2 separate regions of the Gossypium hirsutum genome follow, and region 2 is linked to region 1. A link is a contact called in public Hi-C data. All regions are on one chromosome and are shown on one strand. Each heading gives the region's core, a stretch centred on a gene start, on an enhancer-like site or on the middle of the called end of the contact. The rest is flanking DNA. Distances are from core to core; before and after follow the strand shown. Region 1 holds the start of LOC107909851. Region 2 holds the start of LOC107909854.

Region 1 (7,165 bases), core at 3,165-5,664:
TTTGGCATTGCTGTCAAAAAGTGCTTTTGAAGAATAAAATGTCCATTTTAGACATGATATTATAAAGTAATAAATATGTATTTAAATAATATTCAAATTAGTTAATATTATGATATTTTAGCAAAAATATAAAGAAATAATTTATTATAACTTATTGTTAATATTTTAATATATAATATTAATTTTAACTATTTCTAAGTAATTAATATTAATTATTTATAAAATTTAATTAGAATATATAAACTATATTTAAATATTTAAATATAAAAATTAAATATTTGTAATTAGATATTGACACGGTTGTATTATTATAAAAATTATTTTTTATTTTTAATTAATGCTTTTAACACATTTGTATTATTTTATTTTAAAATGTATTTGAATATATAACTCATATTATATACTAACATAACATAGAAAACATAAACCTAACGAATTAAAATATTACATATATTTAGATTAAAGTTTTAAAAAGGGATAATATTTATATGCCAAATATAAATACTAAAAATTTGTCAATAGCAATTACAATTTAAAGTGAATTCATTAAACTAGATGCTATATTTGATAAGCATATGAAAATGATTTGGTTATATTCAATAAATGATTTGGTTAATATAATACTTATATTTGATAAGCATATAAAAATGAAAGTCGAGACTGTCTGATAAAAAACGCAAAAAAGAATATTTCATGGAAAGAAGATTGTTAGGATGAATTCTTCAATTCCAATCATTTAAATAACGGGTCTCAGGAACCAAGCAATATGCGAAATTAGTGGACAGTCCACATCATTAACATTGCATACTGTTTTAAGATGAACAAGAATGGAACTAAATTAGTGGACGGTCCACATCATTAACATTGCATACTGTTTTAAGATGAACAAGAATGGAACTAAAGTGTCTACCGAAGAGTAACATACTGCTATTTTTGTAAATAAAGTACAGAAAGTGTATAAATAGATGGTTGAATAATACACATCCAAAAAAGAGCATTGCCAGTAAGCCACTAACAAAGTAGCCTCATAAAATGATAATGACATAAAACTACATCAAAGATTAGAGTCAAACTTTGTTCATAAGAACATAAAATAAATCATTGGCAAGAAACAATTTTGCAGCATGTCATATGTGTTGAGCATCCAAAGGAAATAAGAAATTGTCAGCCAGTGGCTCTCATCTTACTCGCCAGCATAGTAGTGTCGCCTCACTATGGCATCCTTAACCCCCATATGACATGTATACAAACAGCCACCCCTAGAAAGGCAATTCCACTTCATATGCAGCGAAATAAAAATACCCTGCTTCATACTTTTTCCTCATTTAGCAAGAAAGTTTCTTTACGGATTATGACCAAACATAACTTCAAAGCATTAGCTGACTTCATACTCAGAAGCCGACTACTCATTTGGTGACCAGTGCTCTCAGCGACAAATCTAAAATCCGAAAGAAACAAATTGCTTCTTAACACAATTATAATAGCATTACAAAGTAGAATAAAATAGCAAAAACCATGACACTTGCAGATAAATTAGGTCCAAGAAGGATCTAACTGAACAACAAATCGAAAAACTGAGGAGACCTATGATCAAGGAAACTATAACTCTAAATTTACCCGGCACTCCCCGATCCATCATTAGCCTCCCATCTGATAGTAGCACGATAAAATTCTGGCCGAACTGGATCCGTCTTTAGGAAGGGAGGTGCTTCAGGAAGAACCTTCAAGCCTAATTAGAGAATTTAACCTTACACAAATTTTGTTTTAGGAAGCTGAACAAGCTTTTGAGGTCATTAAAATGAAAACAGTAGGCAATGTAGTACCTTCACCATAGTAACACCAACTGTAGCAAGTAGTCCCACTTCTGAAGCAGCTAATCTTTCTCCAGATTTTAGAATTTCTAGTGTATCAGACAGAGAACTAAAGCAATAATACCAAACAGTAGAGTTTAAAACATATCACCAGTTTTTATTTGTCTAAAAAACGGGCATCTGTGAGAATATATATATAATATAAACATCAGAATCAATACTGGAGCTGGACGTTGACCAACTATGCAACACTTTACATAGATATGCTGACCTTTTAATTGAAAACATAATACAAGCATAAACAGCCTAAGCTGATGAAGGGTTAAATGAAAGAACCCTACAAGTGAATCAAGCTGAAGAGTGCATGAACATAAAAAAGAACAATATAGCAAGCAAGCACTTACGAAGCAGCTATAGCAAGGATCATTAACGTTTAACAGTATCCTATTAACTTCAAAAAAAAAAAGTAGTTCCAAGCTTCTAAGAAATCAAGAAAAAAGCATCAATTCATGCACATAAGCAATTCCAAAACATCGTTGCCCTCTCCTCATAAGCAAGTTAAGATATAATTAAGATAAAACCATGCAAATAAACAAATAATAGTACCATTAGGTGGAGCAAAAAGAAGTGAAGAACAAATAGTATAATAATAGTTACAAGAACCTGGTGTTCAGTGTTGACAATTTTGTTGGTGAGACAATCAAAAGACCCAAAATTCGATTTCCATTCAGCAACAAGGCCTCTTGATTCCCACTCGGTAACAACACTCAACACATCGGGATTTGTCACTGTGAAATAAGGAGCACCATGATCGAATAACAGCTCTCTCCCATCTTCACTTATCTCTCTAAATTCCCAAAGTTACATATTACCAAAAACAACAAAAATTCATTAAACTATGCACTTTAAAATTTTATTTCTGCTTCCCAAAACACCAGCAAATACTAGAATATAAAAAAGGGCAGTCAAAATTCGTCAAAGAAAATGAATTTTTAATAAAAAAATAAGTGGAGAGAAACAAAAAAGGAACCTTCTTTGAGACATGCGGCCACCAGGACCCCTGGCAGAGTCAAAAAGGGTCACTGAAATTCCATCCCTTGCCAAAGTAGTGGCACAAACAGACCCTGAAACTGTGAATTTCAAGTTTTTAAAGTTAACAAAATAATGATAATAATAAATCTAAAAAAAAGATCAGAGGAGTGGGGTTTTAATTTTTGTTTATTAGTGGGTGGAGAAAGAGAAAGTGGGATATTATAGTAGATAGTAAGTATGGATACTTCCGCTTCTCACCACGACAACCTTGGCGACAGTGTTTTGCATTCTATCCCGGTCAGTGTCGTAAACGGTGATGCTAATCAATTGGGGTTCATCTGTAATTACTGTGCCTATTAAACAAAGCAGTTTTAACAGAATCCATGCGTTGGGGTTCAGAACCCAGAAGCAAATTCAATAGAGAGAGGGTGAACAATCGAAGAATGTAAAATTTCTGTAAAATTTTTGCTAAACTCTAAACAATCAGAAAATAACAAAAAACAAAGCAGAAAGAATAATTAAAGAGAAGAAGAAGAAGAAAAGAAACTCACCAGCGGAAGAGGAACAAAGAACCAGGGAAAAAGAAACAAAGGCAAAGAACTTGAAATCTCAAGCAAAGAACCAGAGGGAAGAACGGTTTTTGGGGGAGAAAAATGGAAATTACCAGCCAAAAGCACTTTTGGCTGAAGAAAAGGAGAAAATTTTAACTTCTTCATCTGGAGAAAAGGACTTCTCCGATGGCGAATTTTTTTCTGAAATGGAGGCTATTCTTCGTTCCTTTTAAGAGAAAAGGACTTTTTATTGAAAAAATCCTTCTAAAACGCAAAGGAGAACGGGCCCTGAAGAGAGTGCATTTGGATTCTTTTACACGTATAATGACTTTATATTATGATTCAAAAATGTTGAATCCAATCCATACCATGTTCAAACTTGTCTTCTAGGTTAAGATTGCTCCTTTTATATATTATTGTCATGCTGGATAAAAATCCTGCTGACCTTACCTTTTTTTTTTCTTTTTCTTTTGTGTAATATGGTAATTATATATATATGTTCTTATTCCTTTTTCAGAAGGTTATTTTTTAAAAGAAAAAAAGCAATAACAGAAATACATAGTTCTATTGCAACTCATAGATTCGTACTTTAAACGAATTTCTAATTCGAATTCAACATGTGTAAAAAGAAAAATAGAACTTGGAAGCTCTGAAATTGAAATCAAATCATGTGACAACTGCTTGCAGTTTGGGAATTCTTCCATGTTCTGGAATAAACAAATTAAGAAAAGGTAGAGGAATAAAAACCAAAGACGGTTCTTATTTGTTAATCAAAAAAGGGAAAGAAATATTAATTATATTAGCAAAGGATAGACAGACGATTACAATTTACAGTCATTGGAAAGGGACGGACGATCCATAATGTTGCCACGTTGTTATTGCACTGGCATCTGTCGAGAACCCACGATGTAGACATGCATGTATATATTTCCCTCTCCCCTTGCGTTGTTTGCTTCTTTCAACCACAACCCACCTTTTTTCAAAGCTTTATTCATTCCAAGAGAGTGTGAAGAGTAAGTATGGCGGACTGGGGACCGGTGGTGATAGCGGTGGTGCTATTTGTGTTGTTAAGTCCAGGATTGTTGTTTCAGTTGCCAGGGAGGAACAAAGTGGTGGAGTTTGGGAACATGCAAACCAGTGGGATTTCCATTCTCGTCCATGCTATTATCTTCTTTGGACTCATCACTATCTTCCTCATCGCCATAGGTGTTCACATCTACACTGGATAGCCTGCCACCCTTACTCTTGTGTTTTGTAAGATTTAGTCCTTTTTTTTTTTCTTTTGTTACCCTTCTGATTGGTTAATGTATTTCTCCAGGGCGAAGTGTTTGGTTTTGGATTGTTATCTTGTTGGCCTTAATGCAGTTGTAGAATAATAGAAATGATTGGTGAAATAGCAAATTTGTGCTTTTATTTGTATGTTCAGACTCCCAGGATAATATCACAACTTTCTGGACAAAAATTAGTTTTGAAGGAAACAACAACAAAGAAGAAAATAAATAAATAAATAAAGTAAAAAGACCTCTTTAACAGACACCTGCCAAGTAGATAATTTGTCAAAATGTCCTTTTTTGCTTGTTTTAACCTTCCATTTTGGATAAGAAATTCGATGCTGATTAGCTGACGAAGATTTTGAACATAAAAAACAAAGCAACGGACGTCCGTTAAATCCAACAAGTAAACGATGGGAGAGACTTGCACGCAATAAAGGGTTGGTAATAACCAAAATAGAACAACAATAGTTGTATTCACAAAGACGCTATAATACATCTACATATCTCAGTTACATCTGCAGCAACATTTATACACATTTCCAGGATGCATTACTACTGGAAAAAAGCCTGGTACAATAGGTTTCCCAAGAACTCCAGTGCTGCTCAATTATCCAACCCATATTCCAATTCTCTGTCTCAATCTTGTTTTTCTCTTCACATAAGTTTCCATGCAGCAATGCCACAATTCCCACAGCGTTTTGAATATAAAGTCTTATCAGTGATCTGCTAAATCTTTGCATTAAATTAGATAGATTGAAGAAGATATACATTCATGTCACGCAAACAAGGATAAAACTTAGCAGCCTAACGCAAAAGGTAATTCATTCAAATGATTCCCAAGGATCGGAGAGAGGCAGGGTATAATAAGTAAGGAAATTTGTCGCAAAACGGGTCATTAATGCGATATCATTTGAATCATTTGTCAAGGCTCAGTTTGTCTGTTCGAGTTAAATCCAAAACTCATTTCAAATCAAATATTAAAAAAATCCAAACCCCAAAGACAAAAGACAAAAAGTCAAAAACTCATTTTTTTCCCCCTTTTTAACTAGTAAAAAAGTTTTTCCCATACCGTAGGAAGAAAGATCTGCATTGGATTGCATAAAAGGTTCAGAAAAGGCATACGCACCAAAGATCAACAGATAAATAAAAGATTGGACAAACTAGAACATATTTGATATTCGAAAGCACTGAAAGCATTCCAAATAAAAGGAGATGGGGAATATGGGGTGTAACAAGACAGGAACTTCTAAAATCCTACCGACCAAAGGTTCAGCCACCACCAAAACCAACCTGAAAGAGAGTTCCCATTAAGCTCTGTTTCCCAGTTTCTTTTCTCCTAGGTTTGGTGCTCACCTCTCATAGCTGCAACCTGCAGTTCAGCACTACACTAGTAAAAATACAAAATATCCAACGCCAAATTTTAGCAGAATCTATGAAAAGCGATTTAAGGTTAATAAAAAAATGCAGAGGATGGAACAGAATTAATTCCTGTGAACAAAAGAGGCACTTCGCAAAATATAGCTCTAATTCACAATAACCTACTTACTTAGTCCTCTTAGTTCAACAAATGTCCTTCTTCTTTTTTTTAATCTTCACCCATTCAACTATCAATCATGAAATATACCCCCAATCTCAAACCTACAAATCTTACAGTATATTGCCATTATTAGCATGCTATTGAAATCAAAGCCACTTAATGATGAAATCCAGTAACTTGACAAAAACGTACGAAAGGAAAGAACCTAGGGTTTATTATAAAGTTTTTTTTTCTTTTTTATGTACAATTTCCAAATTAATCCAAAAAAATAAAATTTAGGAGAACCTAGAATTGAACACATTTTTATCCCCAGTCCTTCACGAAAACAGAGAATGCGACATCAAAAGGTAAAAAGACAATTTAAGAGAAAAAGTATATGTAAAATACAACACAATATCAACCCATTCAAGAAGAAATAATCAACAAACAAATTACCAGGGATATCCTTTCGCCGCGAAGGAGGGGCCATGGCGTAACACAGAATCGAACTACCTAACATGAAAACCGTTGAAACAATCCCAGCAACGTAACAAACCATGACCAAACCAAGAACCCAAGGCATCAACATGAACCCTATAAAGAAAGTAACTGATCCACACAGCATCAACGAAACAGATATCCCTAGCATCAGCCAAGCGAATCCCGCCGGCGGTACCGTCGTCATCAATGCCGTTCGCGGAAGAGGACTCCTCTCCGGGGCGGCTGGTTGGTCAGAGAAGGGAAGCGGCATCGTAGGTAATCGTAGAAGATTTAGGACCAGCGCCAACAGCTCGTAGAAAAACCTTGATTGTTGGCCCTGATTTCGTTGTTGTCTTCTCATCATCTTTTTTTTCTCATAAAAATTCCTAGATGAAAATTGTCCTAACCCTATAATCCGAGCAGGGAGGGGGGGGAGTGAAAATTGGAAACAATAACTAGAATTTATTTTTTGCTAAAACGAGGCAACTGGAAAAACGAGTA
Region 2 (7,165 bases), core at 1,452-3,951, 160 kb before region 1:
TGATGTTTAAGCCTTAATGCTCATCGGATTTGCTTAAGATTACAGTTCCAGGAATTGCACATTTTTCATTCATTTTGCATCTATATTGATGGGATTGGTTAAAGTAAAAAAAATGTTATTTCGGCTATAAACCCGATTTCATTGTGCATAATACGTTTTGGAAGATGTGGATTTGTTTTTGGATCCACCATCTTTCCATAGAACCTGCTCCACTTTTACTTTGTTTTGCAACCTGGAACTGCACATTTACATGTTCCTTGTCATCAATTATTTGGACCCTGTCGCTCCTGGATATTCCTCTCCTCTTGCTATAAGCGTGGTGTGGGCCGTAGTTGTGTAGGTAATTGTACTATAGACTCTGCATTCAAGAGCTTGCTTTTGTTTCATTTTGTTTATTGCACCCTTTGCTAGTACTTATTTCATTTTTATACTTGTCCTTTTCGCATAAGTGACAGAGGTCCTCTCAGTGCTCACTCTGAACAATTATCTGCCATCTCCCTTGATGTTGTTTCTTGCGACTCTACTGGATATAAAAGAAAATCCACTACCACACCCCCCCTCCTCACCTGGAGACATTGATGATTTCCTTATGGTTTATGTCTTTCATTCACGTGGAGCAAACTTATATATGTGTTTCATCTATGTTGATAGTTAAACAATGTTTATCCCAGATTACATTTTTTTTGAAGTACACATTTGTATTCAACATATTTTTGGGTATAGATATGGGGATATGAGCCTCCAAGATCCTCTAAATTTTATAACTTTAGGAAATTGAATATTCAGACATCGACATTAACACCCCAATTTGAGCAACATAGTAGTTAACTGTTTTATGTTGCCTAAAATTATGAATGCAAAGACATTATGTTTTTAATGTTATGTTTAGAAAACTAATAGATATTGCATCCACCAATGCCTTGGTTCAGTTTCATTAACAACTTTACTAACCTAGGTTGTCTTTATGTTGCATTCTGCTATCAGATGTTTCATTTGATGCCAACGCCACAGGGAAGCTTTTATGTGTTGAATGACATATTCAGGTTGAACTACGCGTGAAGACGATGATTAATCAAGGGATGGGAGTACAATGCCTGAGGATTTAAAACACGTTTTTGCCTATTTTAGGCTTAAATGAAATTTGGAATTTTGTTTTATTTGGGGGTTGATTATGTTTCGTGTTCCATTATGGTTTCCATATCTCACCATATTTCAGGGACTGATTGGTTCAGTTGGTGAAAGACGCTATCTTGTGAATTGGATGTTTTGATTGAGACTTACTTATTTTCCATCAAATGAATCAAAGATATGTATATGCAATTGTATGCCCACTGTGAATGTTCTTTCTGTTTCCTCGTATTATTTTCGTTTGAAAGGATTGAACCTTGTTCGTGCGCATAACACGGGTCTGGACCTTGGTTTTGAAACATTGGGTGGTTAATGTTGTGACATACACACGCACGTATGATTATCTTGGAATCACAGATGTATTATTGGATTAGAAAAACCGAATGAAAACAATCTTTAAAACTGAGTTAAAATTCAAAGCAAAAGAGAGTAGAATTTGGATTATTGATTGATTATAATAGATGGAATCCTAAATAAAATTATTATTTCGATACTTTGCTACTCACTTTTGAACAGAATAAACAAAAACTATGATTGGTAAAACCTTGGATGGCTCCCACTCAGTGTCCTTACCGCTGGATCCCAGATGTGGGAACTCGGGAAGTTGAAGAGAGGGAGGTGAAGCTGAAGCATCAACAAGGTGATTATAATGTTGTTGTGTAGGTTTGGCTCGACCTTTGAGCAGTGTAACAAGCCAACTTCCAACAGATTTAAAAGGGTGAGTGAGACCATTTTTAACCTGGAGAAGGAGTGATGCTTCAGAGACTTGCCAGAACAAAGTGACGACAATCATCACCGAAAGAAGGCCATGGGTTATGGTATTCTGCTTCTTTATTGCTTTAAGCTCTTTCACCAATTCTTCAACACCCATTCCCCCACATCCACTGCCATTTTCACTTTTTGCCTCTGCTTTATCATCTTCAGCCCTCGGAAAATTTAACTCCTCAACTTCATATTGCTTCAGGGTGTTATTTTCTTTTAATGATTCTAACTGTTCAACAACAGCATGACAACATTAAAAATAAATCCCAATGATGTTTAAATCAGTTCTTCAAGATGAAGAAAACCCATTTTTGATGGGGGGAATTAGAACTATGGAGTTGGCGAGTGTAATGGCATCGTAAATGGGGGTTTTGAAAACGAGGTCTGGTTAGTTCATATGAAGTTGCTCTGAATGAATGAATAATTTGGTTTTAGATTAAGATTAGGATTTTTTTTGATGTAGTGTACATACCTGAGAGAACAATCTGGAGAGGAGATGGTCATTATCGTTTTCAGAGATAGCTTTTACTGTGGTACCTTCTAAGAGTTTCTGGATTGCCTGATTGATAAGCTCAATATCTTGAGTTGATTCCATTGGTTCTCAACATGGAAATTTCACTGCTTTCTTTGTTGGAGGTGGATGAAAGCCGCCGTTAAGTGATTTTTCTTCCGCTTAGAGGTTGAACAGGTGCAATGGATGTCTAAACCCCCTAAAGCTATAACAAAGTTGAGGCCACTTGGCTATGATGTCATCTTGTCTGGCCCACTGTCCATTCTGCGAATGTTCATGAAACCCACATCCAAAACCCATTCCAAGTCCAATTATGCCTTTTTCTTTCTCCAAATCTAGTTTTTGATTTGATAAGTGGGTTTAATTTTATTAAAATTGGATTAATTTTAATTCGACTTTATTTAAACTTAAACTCAATAAATTATAATTTTATGAACTGAATCGAATCTTATTATTTATTATGCGAGTTGCAAGCCTTATTGCTTTCCCTAAGAGAAAAATAAATCCAATTGCCAACCTTATTGCTTTCCCTAAGAGAAAAAGAAAATGAACAATACAATTAGAAGGAATGATGGAGTTAAGTTCATTAAAAATTGCAGCAACTTCTCAAGGAGTATCATTTTCACCAAGCAATGCATCAATGTAGTATTTGTTGTTGGATTCGAGGATGGTATTGTGCTAGTTGTGAAGGAAAATTAGTTAAGAACCTAGCCTTAGAGCAAAGGCTTTAACCACAAGTGTTGATGAGCAACCAGTTGCGCGTTGGCTCCCAAAACTATCAAGCCTTGACTATCTCTAACAATAACAACAATGCTTGTTTTGTGGGATGAATTATTAAAGGTTGCATCGCAGTTGACTTTGAGTGATCTTGATGGTAGAGTCTAAGAAATTTCTTTCAGAGTAGTTAACTTCATGGTTGAGGTCGAAAAGGGAGATATAGCCAAGTTCTGTGAAGAACCCATGAATTCTGTGAACCATCAAGGATTCGCTTATTAGAAAACATAGGTGCGTATCCAGTTAGAGTTTATTGCTATAAATATCACAAACTGGGCCAAATTCAAATTTTTAATTTTCTACTGTGCAAGAAAACTATTTTCAAAGTAGATTTTTTCCAACATGGACGTGGAGTCCTTGATGAAGAAGGCACATGAGGCTATTATAGTGGCAGATACAAGGGTGCAGCCTGGTAATAGCCACAAAAGGAGAAGGACTGAAAGGGGCTCTTATAGTACCAATGAGAGCAGTGGCAATAGGTTGGTCTGCCGTAGGCTAGGCAAGAAACCAGTTAGCTCTAAAAGGGAGATTACTCTATCGGTCATCCCTGCTCATCCCGATATACAAACGAAGTTCGCCACTCCAATGGACTTAACTCTTTACTCCCAAAGTCCGCCTTAAGAGCCCACTCTATACCATCTTCCACCTTTACTGGCTTAAGGAAAAAAATCCCTCTTCTTCTGGTAGGGCATCAAGGTTATTCCTATGGAAGGACCTTTTCAATACGGGTCAGCATCCCTTCTCTCTACTCGAAATTAGCCAGCGAAAGGAAAGTGGTCTCCCTCAAGAGTTGAAAGAATGTACTCTACCCTTGTCCTCTAAAGCTAACCAACCATCACTAACAGAGTTGATGGACTCCTACTAGATAATGGTGGATCAATGTGGCTTTCTTGGCTGGGCCTTTCGAAAGCGTTGTAGTAGAAGTGAAGCTAGACGAGCCTAGTTAGAAATGGCCTTGGCATCTCGAGATCAAGAACTGGCTCAACTTCGACAAACACAAGAGGTTACAGCCTATCATATCCATGAGTTTGCCATGTCTGTCTCCATCTGGAAGATTAAGTAAAACTCCCAGAAAATGGAATTCGAGGATAGGGTATATCAACTAGAGAGCCAGATCAAGTTTCTGGAGGAACGACACATAGCAGACTTGGAGAGAGTGTAGAGGGCGAACAAGGAGGCCTTAGAATAGTACAAGGCAGATACCATGGCGGAGATAGCAAATTATATTCCAAATTAAGATCTAACCATATTCTACACACCCAAGTCGTTAACGAGACTTTTGATGTGAGCTAGGTGAATTTCGGCTACTTGCGCCAGTTCAACAACGTTGATCTGGGCTTCGATGTGATGAATCCTTCTGGTGCTGAATGAGAAGAGTTCCAGAAGAGGTGGAGGGAATCTCAAAACCTCTTATTATCTTTAGAACCCGAGCCAAACACTTCCGCCCCCATTGAAGAAGCCAACGATGAGGGGGAGAAACAAAGAGGAGATGGCTGATCCGTCGCTTAATCATCTTTGTACTTGTATTGGTTCTCCATTTTAATAGAAACTCTCATCTTTATTTTCCTTGTCTTTTGTTTACCACTCATCTTGCAATGATCCACCAACCAACATTTAATCTCATCACATTTATAAAAACTTAAAAGACTGAGCCAAATCTAATGTAACATGTATATAGGGGTTATTTCATAACTTTCTATGTCTAGAGGATCGATTAAACTGAAGCTCTGGTACCACTAAATTGTAACACTCTAAACCCAACCCAATTTCCGAGTCTGGATATCAGTGTCACAAATGACTTGAATAACCTAACAATTGCTAACATGTTACTCACAAATTTAATTATGTATACATATATCTATCATTTTAACAATTAACCCGTAATCAATTCCATGTTTAACGACTAATTTCATACACTAATTTCTTTTTGAAATTAGGTTCAATTCCTTTTAGTACTAAGCCTTTATAGTTATTCTTCATTGTTAGTACAAATAATGATTTACAAAATTTCCAACTCGAGTCTTTACTACAACTACACTATATTAGCCCCCGAGGTGTGGCCTCTAAGTGTGTCCCTCTGTATACATGAAATAGCTACTGTGCCCAACACTCGAATATTGCGGTGTTTGGCTTGGTCTCTCCACTTGATCCCCGAGTCTTCATCTACCCTATATACAAGCAGTAAATGTTATAAGTTCAGAAGAACTTAGTGAGATCTGTACATAGGTATTCATAGAAGACTTCTTAAAATTTAAGAAGATAAGATTTTATGCACAGAGCTAGAACTCCTTGAATTCCGTAGGAGAATTTGCAAATTTCGCTGGTGTAGTCAATGCCTTGTTCTTTTTGAGCCAACTGTTGGCGAACATAACCACTGGTTTGGCCATAACTATGTTCCATCTAACAATATTTTCTTATGGGTTTTGATCCTATTTATCTCATTCTAAACTTTCCTTATAGCATTCATGATATGCCTCATCACTGATACCCGTATTCGCCATCACGAATTGGCGACAACTATTGGCATTTTAACCGAGAATTTGCCATAATTGTGGTCCTTACTTTGATCCCTTTAATTCACACTGAACTCCATATGGATCTACCATACCATTCTGACGATAACCTACTTTTCGACTTAGCATATGCTTGATCCTTTGTTTGAATAAGGTCTCTTCTTAGTATCCTCATTTTTGGACTTGAATATCATACTTGGCTGACTAAATAAACATTGCCTTTTTCCTGGTCGACTCGTACCCGCAATGTAACCCCAAAGTACTTATTCACCTTTGTCCAATCTTTTAAGACACTTCAATTAATAGATAGTTCCTAGCGGACTATCTCCTACTCAGGTATCCCTTGGTGGTTTCCGCCTTTGGTAGTCTCACATGGTTTTCCTTGTGCTATATGGCCCGGATGGACTTCCGTTTCTTCCACTATTTTTCGACAGACTCTCCACCCAAGGTAGTTCTTAGCGAACTCTTCTGCGCTACGTAGTCTTATTCGAGCTCCCTTTTTCTCTATAAACCTCTAGTGGACTTTACTAATCAAACTGTTTGGGTGATCCTCGCCTTAAAGTGATCCTTGGTGGACTTCCTACTTTTTCTAGCTACCTTTTTATCAATTTCACTTGAAATTTCAAGAATCCGATGAACATTTACGTACCCTTAGCCAATGGGTCTACAACATACCTGGTGGATACTTGTTCTCAAGTATCTCTGAAGGAAATGTAACAACCTCACCTAACCCAGTCGCCGAGTCTGGGTATGGACTGTCACAACTAAACCAAATTAGTCTTAACCATAATTTTAAACTTAACTATTTTGAAGACAGACTTTAATAAAAATTCTTGCAATAGAAACTTTGAATTAAAATAAAAGTTTTCTATCTCTAAATTTTCAGACTCTGAGGAAACTATTTAGTTACAATATATTCAGCCTCAAAGTGAAGCCTTAGAAGGTACCCCCTTCTATGTACATGACACCTAACTAACAATGCTCCTTGGTTCAACAGGGTTTGGTTTGGTCCCTCATCGAGTTCCTTATCCAAAGAGCCTTGCAAGCATAGGCTAACTTTCTGTAAGTTCAAATGAACTTAGCGAGTTTCTTTTCTATTATATATATAAATACGACGAGTCTCATTCCATTTGGGGTATTAACCTAGTAAATTATTCTAGCTCTCTGACTTATTTAGACATTCGCATATTTCTTGGAGTGTCAGAATCCTATTCAGATTCTACAACTCTCTATTTACGGAGCGATCATTACCTGGTTAAGCTTATAATAATTCAACCAATTTTGGTAAATCCTAGATGATCTATCTTTCTTGTGAATTATCATTTTTCCTTTCACATATTACCTTATGTTCATGTTCCTCATACTTCTTATTTTGAATATTCATTCAAATTTATCTTGACTCAAAATCCCATTATAGTTTTAGTGGATAAACTATCGCTCTACCTATAAGGCCTACAAGAAAAGACCCACACCAAAA

What was found. Hi-C and Micro-C count contacts between places; a contact is called where the count stands out from the background.
Region 2: a Hi-C map of leaf shows a contact between it and region 1, with 4 times the contacts expected there. The contact joins the promoter of LOC107909854 here to the promoter of LOC107909851 in region 1. A contact is called at or near these places in 19 of 34 Hi-C or Micro-C datasets (anther, callus, fibers and 4 more).

Annotation. Positions count from the first base shown.
Region 1 is chrD02:56,114,036-56,121,200 of Gossypium_hirsutum_v2.1, reverse strand. It overlaps LOC107909851, which reads left to right and starts at 4,414. Exons shown (of 1, transcript XM_016837539.2): 1 at 4,414-4,813. The coding sequence starts at 4,414. The coding sequence ends at 4,623. It overlaps LOC107909852, which reads right to left. Exons shown (of 6, transcript XM_041088843.1): 1 at 6,641-7,165; 2 at 3,395-6,037; 3 at 3,102-3,196; 4 at 2,842-2,941; 5 at 2,475-2,658; 6 at 904-1,438. The coding sequence starts at 7,028. The coding sequence ends at 6,018.
Region 2 is chrD02:56,271,591-56,278,755 of Gossypium_hirsutum_v2.1, reverse strand. LOC107909854 reads right to left here and starts at 2,701. Exons shown (of 2, transcript XM_016837540.2): 1 at 2,363-2,701; 2 at 1,577-2,119. The coding sequence starts at 2,485. The coding sequence ends at 1,631. LOC107909855 (nuclear transport factor 2A) reads left to right here. Exons shown (of 2, transcript XM_016837541.2): 2 at 985-1,320. The coding sequence ends at 1,059.